3 separate regions of the Sus scrofa genome follow, and all the other regions are linked to region 1. Evidence: chromatin contacts called from public promoter capture Hi-C data. All regions are on one chromosome and are shown on one strand. Each heading gives the region's core, a stretch centred on a gene start, on an enhancer-like site or on the middle of the called end of the contact. The rest is flanking DNA. Distances are from core to core; before and after follow the strand shown.

The links. Promoter capture Hi-C pulls out the DNA fragments that hold promoters and counts their contacts.
Region 2: a promoter capture Hi-C map of liver shows a contact between it and region 1, with 2.5 times the contacts expected there. The contact joins the promoter of RIDA here to the promoter of MTDH in region 1. A contact is called at or near these places in 2 of 5 promoter capture datasets (fetal liver and liver) and 1 of 2 datasets of contacts at active chromatin or transcription factors (alveolar macrophages).
Region 3: a contact with region 1 is called in a promoter capture Hi-C map of liver, with 6 times the contacts expected there. The contact joins the promoter of RPL30 here to the promoter of MTDH in region 1. A contact is called at or near these places in 2 of 5 promoter capture datasets (fetal liver and liver) and 2 of 2 datasets of contacts at active chromatin or transcription factors (alveolar macrophages and skeletal muscle).

What each region holds. Positions count from the first base shown.
Region 1 is chr4:39,111,925-39,114,708 of Sscrofa11.1, forward strand. MTDH (metadherin) reads right to left here and starts at 1,381. Exons shown (of 12, transcript NM_001244623.1): 1 at 728-1,381. The coding sequence starts at 1,108.
Region 2 is chr4:38,654,918-38,657,701 of Sscrofa11.1, forward strand. RIDA (ribonuclease UK114) reads left to right here and starts at 1,353. Exons shown (of 6, transcript XM_001928953.5): 1 at 1,353-1,540. The coding sequence starts at 1,476. It overlaps POP1 (ribonucleases P/MRP protein subunit POP1), which reads right to left and starts at 1,287. Exons shown (of 16, transcript XM_003481375.4): 1 at 1,173-1,287.
Region 3 is chr4:38,715,514-38,718,297 of Sscrofa11.1, forward strand. It overlaps RPL30 (ribosomal protein L30), which reads left to right and starts at 1,367. Exons shown (of 5, transcript NM_001190178.1): 1 at 1,367-1,453; 2 at 1,555-1,606; 3 at 1,866-2,011. The coding sequence starts at 1,586.

The sequences.
Region 1 (2,784 bases), core at 131-2,630:
CCTCTCTCACCACTTAGCTGGACTTGCACTTGCCTTAGCGCTCTTTCAGGACCACGTCCCCCCGAGGTACATTAGCCAACAGACTAGACTCCCTCTTGCCTTGCTCCTGTGCCGGCCTCCATTGGCCACATTCACCAGAGTGAGAGTGGGCAACCATTTCCCTTCAACAGTCCCAACTAAAATGGAAGCGCGTCTAGACCTGGGTACCTTTAATCCTCGTGTGATCCCCCCCACATTTTTAGGTCACCGTTATCTCCTCCCCTGACAACCACCTCAATGTGACTTGAACCCGGCTCTGTGTGCCCAGGCGCAGTCTTGCCACAACTTCCCAGGACCACCTTAAGGTCCCATCGCCCTCCACACACACATGCAGCCTGCCCAGTAGGCCTCAGAGAGTTGGTATGTCATTCCGGCGGTCTGGGTTCCCGAAAAAGACTTGACTTCTAGGCGCTTTTATTTGAACCTACCCCATACCGTCTAACTTCCTCCCTTGAAACTGCTCGTATCCACCCGTCCTATACTTCCTGAGTTTCCACCATTCTCCAAGTAACGTGTCCACCGATCACCTCCTCCGTCCGGGGAGACCTGCGCCCCGGCTCCCGACTGATCTCACTCCTTCCCTTTTCCATTCCCGACTGGGGCTACTGGAGCTCGGCCTCCGGCTCCGCTCAAGGGGCTCCACGCCGGCCCCTCGCCCTCACTCTCCCACCGCTCCTCCCCTACTCACTTTGGGCTTCTCGGGCAATTTCTTTCGGTTCTTCTTCTTCTGCTCCTCGTTCCTGAGATTCTTGAGCAGGGCTAGGTCATCAGCGGCCGGGGCTGGCGAGGCCGCCGCCTCCTCCCGCTTGCGGGGCGGGCTCCTCTGCTTTTTGCGGGCGCCGGCGCAAGCCGCGGCCCAGCCGTAGCCGAGCAGGAAGAGCAGCAGCAGCCCGAGGGCGCCCGTGCCCACCAGGATCACCCAGCCCGGGTACCGCTTCGGCTCCAGCCCCAGGTCGAGGCCCAGCTCGGTGCGCAGAAAGCTTAGGCCGACCGAGAGCATTTCTCGTAGCCGGGCCGAGCCCTCCTCGGCCTGGTGGGCCAGCTCGTCCTGCCAGCTCCGTGCAGCCATCTTCCCTCCCGTCAGGGGGACTCTCGGGATGACGCTGGGGCGCACAGACGCCGTGGGACAGTCAAGGGAAGCAAGGAAGGGCCGGGCCGGTCTGCCTCAGGCCGAGCGCATCGCGGCCGCCCCTCGCGCCGGGGCCGGGGATCGGCCGCTCCTGTCGCCAGGAGAGGGGGCTCCCAGTTCCCCCTTGTCAGCCTCACTCCGCCGCCGCCAAGAGGAGGGGGGCGGCGGGAGGGAGTGTCTCCAGTGGCGGCCGCTAAGCGGCGTGTCGGCGCCAGTGCCAGGCCCCGCTGTCCTCCTTCGGCGGAACAATGGCGGCTGCGGCCGCGACCCACGCCGCGCGCAGAGACGTCGAGCAGGGCCGCGGGTCACGTGGGAGCAGGTGGGCGTGGCGTGGGTGTCACGTGGGCGCGAGCGAGGCCGGGCTGGGCGGGAGCTGTTGGAGCGAGGGAACCGCCGTGGCGGCGGCTGGTGGTGACACATCTGGGCCTGGTGGAGGCGCCGCGCTTTGGGTACGGGTGACTCTGGGCGGAAGGCTAGGAGGGGTTAACTGGAGGAAGCCTTTTCGGGGTGGCTGGTGGCCGGGAGCTGGGAGACGTGGCGCTTTGAATGAGTCCAGGGGAGGGGCTCTCGAGGAAGGCTGGGGGCTGCGGGGGGTGTGGAAGAGGGCGAAGAGCGAGGAACCGGGTCACAGGTTCTAGGTCAAAGTCGCCTCAGTAGGTGTCTGTTTTCTTCGTTCTTTTTCTGGGAGAGGTGTTGAAGTGGAAGCGCTTTTTTCACCCTGGGGCGACTAAATGGTTCCAGCGTGGGCTCAGCTGAGTCTGGAGCTGGGCACTCTTCTTCGAGGGCCTGAGTTTATTTAGTTGTCAAATGGGGTTTGTATTCTTCAGGGCCACCTTACCCGCATTGCGTGCCTACCATTTGCCTGTCCGGCCAGGGCGCTTTCGCGTGGTTTCACTCCACTCTTGCTCTTCGTGCTGTCAGTTAGTGGAACTCAAAAGGTGGAAAGCCCATGGACAGCGTTATTTTCCTACTCATTTCGAGCTTCAGCAAGAAATAATGAGAAACACGTTAGATTGTATTATACATATAGAGGTAAGTTTCCTTGTGCTTTAAGCTTTTATGCAAGTTCACAAAAGGAGTTTCCAAAAATTCTATTTAAAAATTTTTTTAAAAATTCTTGGTAATTTACAACGTTGTGCTAATTTCTGCTGTACAGCAAAGTGACTCAGTTATACATAAAACTTCTATTTTTGTATGCTGTGCTGACCATATCTGGGTAGAAATGAATTTTCAGATCTTAATTACAAAGATTATATTTGGGGGCTGCTTTAGATTTTTGAAGTTACATTTCCCTGTAAGGAAACTCAGTGTTTTATCATTAGCTAATAATTAGCGTGTAAGCAAGTGTCCTAAGTGAACTAAATACAGACTTTTTCAAAGACTAGGAAAGGGGTAATATTAATAAGTACAGAGTGCCAAAAATGTATTTAGGAGTATTTTGACCTACTTTTGCAGTGGCGTTGTAATGCATGTTGTGATTAATGGGTGGAAAGGAGTTTGGTAAATAATAAATAAAATAAATAAACGACTCTTGCTAAGCTTTATACAGACTTATAATTAAAGACAGTGTAAATTACAAAGCACAAAACTTCGATGTCATCAGAATTGCTTTATCT
Region 2 (2,784 bases), core at 103-2,602, 460 kb before region 1:
GTGCTTCTGACACTGCATGACTGAGTATCTGCCAAGAGAGGAACTCTGGGGCCATTTGCTGGACCAAGATCAATAACCTATTTGAATTCAGATCTCAGTCAGCTGGTGTCTATTGAGATGGAAAGGGAACACACAGACACCCAGTAAAGCTCAAGAACATTCCAGAAAAGGGAGCATGGGAGAGGCGGGAGGTGAACACTGCCCAGGTCTCAGCGTGCTCTCCTCAACGACCCCTTATTCCTTTTGGATGGTAGATGGGTACAATGGCCTCCCCTAGGATGGCATCTGCCCCGTGGGGCAATCCAGAGAAACGACAAACACAGGTGGCTCCAGCACAGGAGCGGAAGTGTAAGTAGATGAGGTAGGAGGTTCCTGGAGACAGAGAACCAGGGATGGCTTTCTTGACATCAGAGAAGCCATCCATTTTTGGCTTAAGTCATTTTGTGATCTAAGCCTGGCCTCAATGCTTGCCTTTGAATGTCGCAGTAATCATGATCTTAAGGGAAACTAAGACAAGAAAAGTAGCAAGAACAAAAATCAGTTGTAAACTCCCAGATCTGCTGCTGCGGTAAAGATCAGCCTGACGTACTTTCTTGATCTGTTTTGCATTATTTGAACCCGCCTTGGACACTCAATCATCAGATCAACTGGAACCTGAGGGATGCTGACCTTTTTTCTGACCCTTGAGGTTTCAATCAACTAAGTTTGGACTCTGCTGCCCTTTGCCCCAATTCTATGCTAAATTCTTCTCTGCTCAAGCCCCTTCATGAATACACATATACGTTAGCTTAAAAGTTCCCCAATTTCTCGGTTGCTTTTGGAAAGATCACGGGTGTTCACCAAGTAAGAAGCACTTTCTTCTTCCAATCGCCGGTGCATAGCAAGTAAGAAGTACTTCCTTCTCCCAAACTTTGGCTCAGTTGGGTTTTTTGTTGTTTTGGCGGGGGGAAGAGAGGGTTCTGGATTGATACCCACCAAGAGGTGAAGCTACTTTTCGGGTAACAGAAGGAGGGGCCGTGGGGAAAAGAAGGCAACAGGGGAAGAGTAGGTCAGCGAGTGAGGGGAAAGAGAGGGAGGGGAGCCTAGCCAGTGCTCCGGCACCGGTGGAGGGACTGACACACACTCCTCCCATCCTCGTGGACCCTGGTAGACTCCAACCCCTCAAAACCTACCTGCCAGATGCTCTGCGGCTGGAAGCCAGCAAGCCCGGGGTCAGAAATGACAACGTTCTGCGGCAGTCACGACGCCGACGTGCGTGGCGAGCGAGCTAGAGGGCGCATGCGCCGGTGAGACGTGGCCTCCACGTGGCCCAGAGTCGCACGGAGACTACAATTCCCAGAATTCTCAGCGAACCCAGCCCCGGGTGACGCTTTAAAACAGGAACTCCAGCCCCGGCTGATTAGTCTCCAGAAACGCCAGTGGGAACGCTTTACGAGGTTGTTGTCTAGGAGTGGCCTCCAGAGAAAAGCGTTAGCATGTCGGCTTTGGTCAGAAAGGTGATCAGTACTGTGAAAGCCCCAGCGGCCATTGGTCCTTACAGGTACAGATGGCCGTGGAGCCGGGACGGACTCGGGCGGGTGGGGTCTGGCTTGGGGCTTGGGCCAATCCGGTCCGAGCTGCGGTGGTCCTCCGAGGTCATTGCGGGCAACCTCGTCGGACACACTGAGCCGGGAAACTGAACCTGGGAAAGGGGGCAATGCACCCGGAGACCCACTACGAATTTAAAATCATCAATTGTATATTTAAAATTATGAAGAAAAAAGATTTAGTCGGGAAATCAGAGGGAGACGTCATGAAGTTTGCAACATGTTAGGACACAAAATATAGGTAACTAGAAAATTAGAAATGAGAGTATCTTGTTTCATAATAAAGGTGAAATGGTAAAACAAACTTTACTTACAAAGTTAAATTGATATTAAAGTTTGTTTATAAACTTTTTACAACGAAGGTATTCAGTGCCATTGAATTGTATACCTAAAAATGGTTTTCAAAATGGTACATTTTATGTTTGATAAATACTTTTTTATCACAATTAAGAAACAATGGTGGGGCTTTCTTTATCCAAAAATAAATAAAGTTCGTTTAGCTTTCAGGTATCGTGTAACTTATGCTTTTTCCTGTGATTTTATCCTAATTCTGAAACTTAGTATTCTCATTACAAAAAAAAAAAAAAAAAAAGTTCCAAAAGTACTTGGCACGTGTAACCTCACAGGTGGATCTTTAATTGATCCTTCAGCAATGATTAACCTTGTCTAATTATTTTCTTGAGAGTGCCTTTGGCATTGCTTTCTTTTGTTTTACAGCTTTATTGAGGCATATGTTACATGTAAAATTCACCCATTTTAATGGAAAGTTCCATGAGTTTTGGTAACTATATAGAATTATGCATTTGCTACCACAGTCAAGTTTTTGAATATTTACATCACCCCCACACACCTCTGCCGAGCCCCTACAAAAAATTCTCACTCATCAATCCCCATACCTACCTCCCAGGCAGCCACTAATCTATTTTCTACTGCTTTTTTTGTTTGTTTGTTTCTAGAATTTTATGTAAGTAGAATCAAATAGTATGTAGTCTTTAGGTGCATGTATCAGTGAGTGTTTTTTATTTTTTTGTTTTTAATTTTTGCTATCAAGAATAATGCTGTTCTGAATAGTCATGTAAAGTCTTTGAACATATGTTTTCATTTCTTTTGGGTAGTTTCCTAGGAAAGAAATTGCTGGGTTGTATGTTATGTGTATGTTTATATTTTTAAGAAACTGCCAAACAATTTTCCAAAGTGT
Region 3 (2,784 bases), core at 117-2,616, 400 kb before region 1:
CTAGGCTATCTCATTCTTTAGTTCTCTACTTCTCCAATTTTAGTACTTACAAGAACCATGGAAGCTGCTTATTAAACTCATATTCCCAGGCCCCATGTCCAAAGATATCTTTCACAGACATGGGTGGGGCCTAGGAATCAGAATTCAAAGTGACTCTCAATCAGATGATCTGGGAGCCATACTTTGAAAAATACCACTTTAAGATATACTATTTAACAAAATCTATTTAAAATAACCTACTCCATTATATAGCCCATGTTCATTGTTTAAAATATTTTACATAACAATACATGCTGTAAAGTAATTCATTGTAGAATAATTCAAGCAGTACTGAAATCTATCAAGTAAATGTTCTCTCCTTACCACCTAATTTTCTCATCTTTCAACCAGAGCTGTTTTGATGATTAGCTTTCCAGACATGAAGTTTCTATGCATATATACAAACATGTATCTAGGTTAAGCATGATGAACATTTGAGGTTGTTTCTTTTTGCTATTAAAAAACGCCGAGGAGTTCCCTTGTAGCGCAGCAGGTTAAGCACCTAGCATTGTCACTGCAGCGGCTCTGGTCGTTGCTGGGACGATGGTTCGATTCCTGGCTTGGGAACTTCCACAGGCCGTGGCGCTAACAAAAAATAAATAAATGCTGAAATATCCTTATTCTCGTGTCTTTGAGCAGGTGTGACTTTCTGTACGACAGATTGCTAAAAGTTGACACACGATGACAGAAGATCTACTGGTTTGATGTGAGTCTGTGTGTGGTAGTGAGAGACTTTCTGTGCCTAGTATTTCTAATGATTCGTCACTGGACATTTATTTCAAGGTCCAATGTTCCCAGCAAAAAGATTTTAAAATCAGCCCTGTTTATCGCTCTCTGTGAAGATTCCGCTTACAAGGTCAGGCTAAAACGGCTACAAAAGAGGTGAGTTTAAGGTGAACCAACGCAGGGCGCCGCTGTTCTCCCAGGGACAGGCAGTTTGGGCGACGGCAGGGGAGTGCGCGCAGCTTTTTCTGTCAGGTGGAACCAAAGGCGCACCCGGGTCCTCTCACACTCCGTCAAGAACCACAGCTTTGGGCAGAGATGAGCTCATCCGCACTAAGACCGAGGGCCAGCTGCTGCTGCCTCTTCCCACCGCCCCTCCCGCCTATCTCTCTCTCGGTCGGCCTCTCCAACTCCCGGCCGGTCCGACTTCCCTCGGTTGCTCAGTCCGCCGCAGGGAGCAGCGGAATTCGCTGCAGGTGAGGTTTAAGCTTCGCAGGCTGGAGGAGCACACCCGCTGCCAAACCAATTAGAAGGTCCTATAGCAACCAGCAGGGTCCTCCTTTTGCCCCGTCCCTTCCGTTGCGGTTCGCTTCCGCTTCCGGTCGCGTCCTCCCTGCTCCGCTGCGAAGAGCTTGGCATTGTGGGAACTCCTTCCTTTTTTGCTCCCCGGCCATCTTGGCGGCTGCTTGTGGTGAGTGGGCTCCGCCGAGCCGGGGTTTCGGCAATGCGGGGAGCCCAGGGAGTTGCCGTTTGGATCTCCGATTCCTAAATTTCTTCTTCTCTATGTTTTAGGTTGGGGGCGTCCCGCGCCTAAGGCAGGAAGATGGTGGCCGCAAAGAAGACGGTGAGTGAAGCGCGCCGGAGCCGGAATCCTTTTCACGTGGAGGGATGAGTCTGGTCTTGGGCGGGCAGGTCTAAGTACACTGGGCAGACAGAGTGCTCATTGGCCTTGGCATGTTCTAAAAGGAACCCAAGAGGTTCTCTTAGTGACTTGGGAGATTCAATTTCTGAGATTTTATTAAGGAGTTCAGCTTTCAGGAAGCTGGATCCAGTTTTGAGCGGTAACAAGGTCTTGAAGTCCGTATTAAATGTTTGCTTTGTAGAAAAAGTCGCTGGAGTCAATCAACTCTCGGCTCCAGCTGGTTATGAAAAGTGGAAAGTACGTGCTGGGGTACAAGCAGACTCTGAAAATGATCAGACAAGGCAAAGCGAAACTGGTCATCCTCGCCAACAACTGCCCAGCCTTGAGGTAATCGAAGGAACCTGAGTTTGTTGCCCAATGCAAATTCATCCTGAGCCAGTATCCAGAAATGTAAATTTGCAATCTAGGTAGCTTGAGCTGGGTATCGTGTAAAATTTGTATACAGGGGAACACTTGCAGAATAACTTAATGGTTGCTGTTGTTGCGTTTGGCTCTTTGTTTTTCTCCCCCTCCTCGTGTTCTCTCCTCCTCTAAGGTTCTCTATGGGAGAAGTGTGTGGCAGAACCTCAAAGGTTGAGGGCACCACAGACAATTTTTTTTCCCCAGGTGTCCTGCCTCTTTGGTCATTCTTTTAACTATAAAAAGGCTTCTTCATCTTATGAACTTGTTTCAGTGGAGAGCAGAAAAGTTCAAGTTGGCCTGTGGAGTTGCAGGCTCCTTGTTCACCCAGTTTTTGTTCAATTCACTGTTTTGATACTGAATTCAGTGGGTGTTGTGAATAAGTTAAGGAAATTTGGACCATGCAGAGTATAAGCCTTGTTTTCAGTCCCCCACTGCTGTTAATTTTCTATGAGAATGCATAATCTCTCAGCATTTCGTAGTGTCTGTGCTTCATTGGTAATGCCTGGAGAGCTCTCTTCTTGTATCACATCCCAAACCTTTGATGTTTCCTTCTTAGCAGAGCTTTTCCAACATGAATATGTACATAGTCACAGGTGATCTGATAAAATGCAGGTTCTGATTTAATGGATCAGGGATGGGGCCTGAGATTATGTCTGTGGATCCACACAGACATAGAGTAGTGGCAACAATGTATTAGA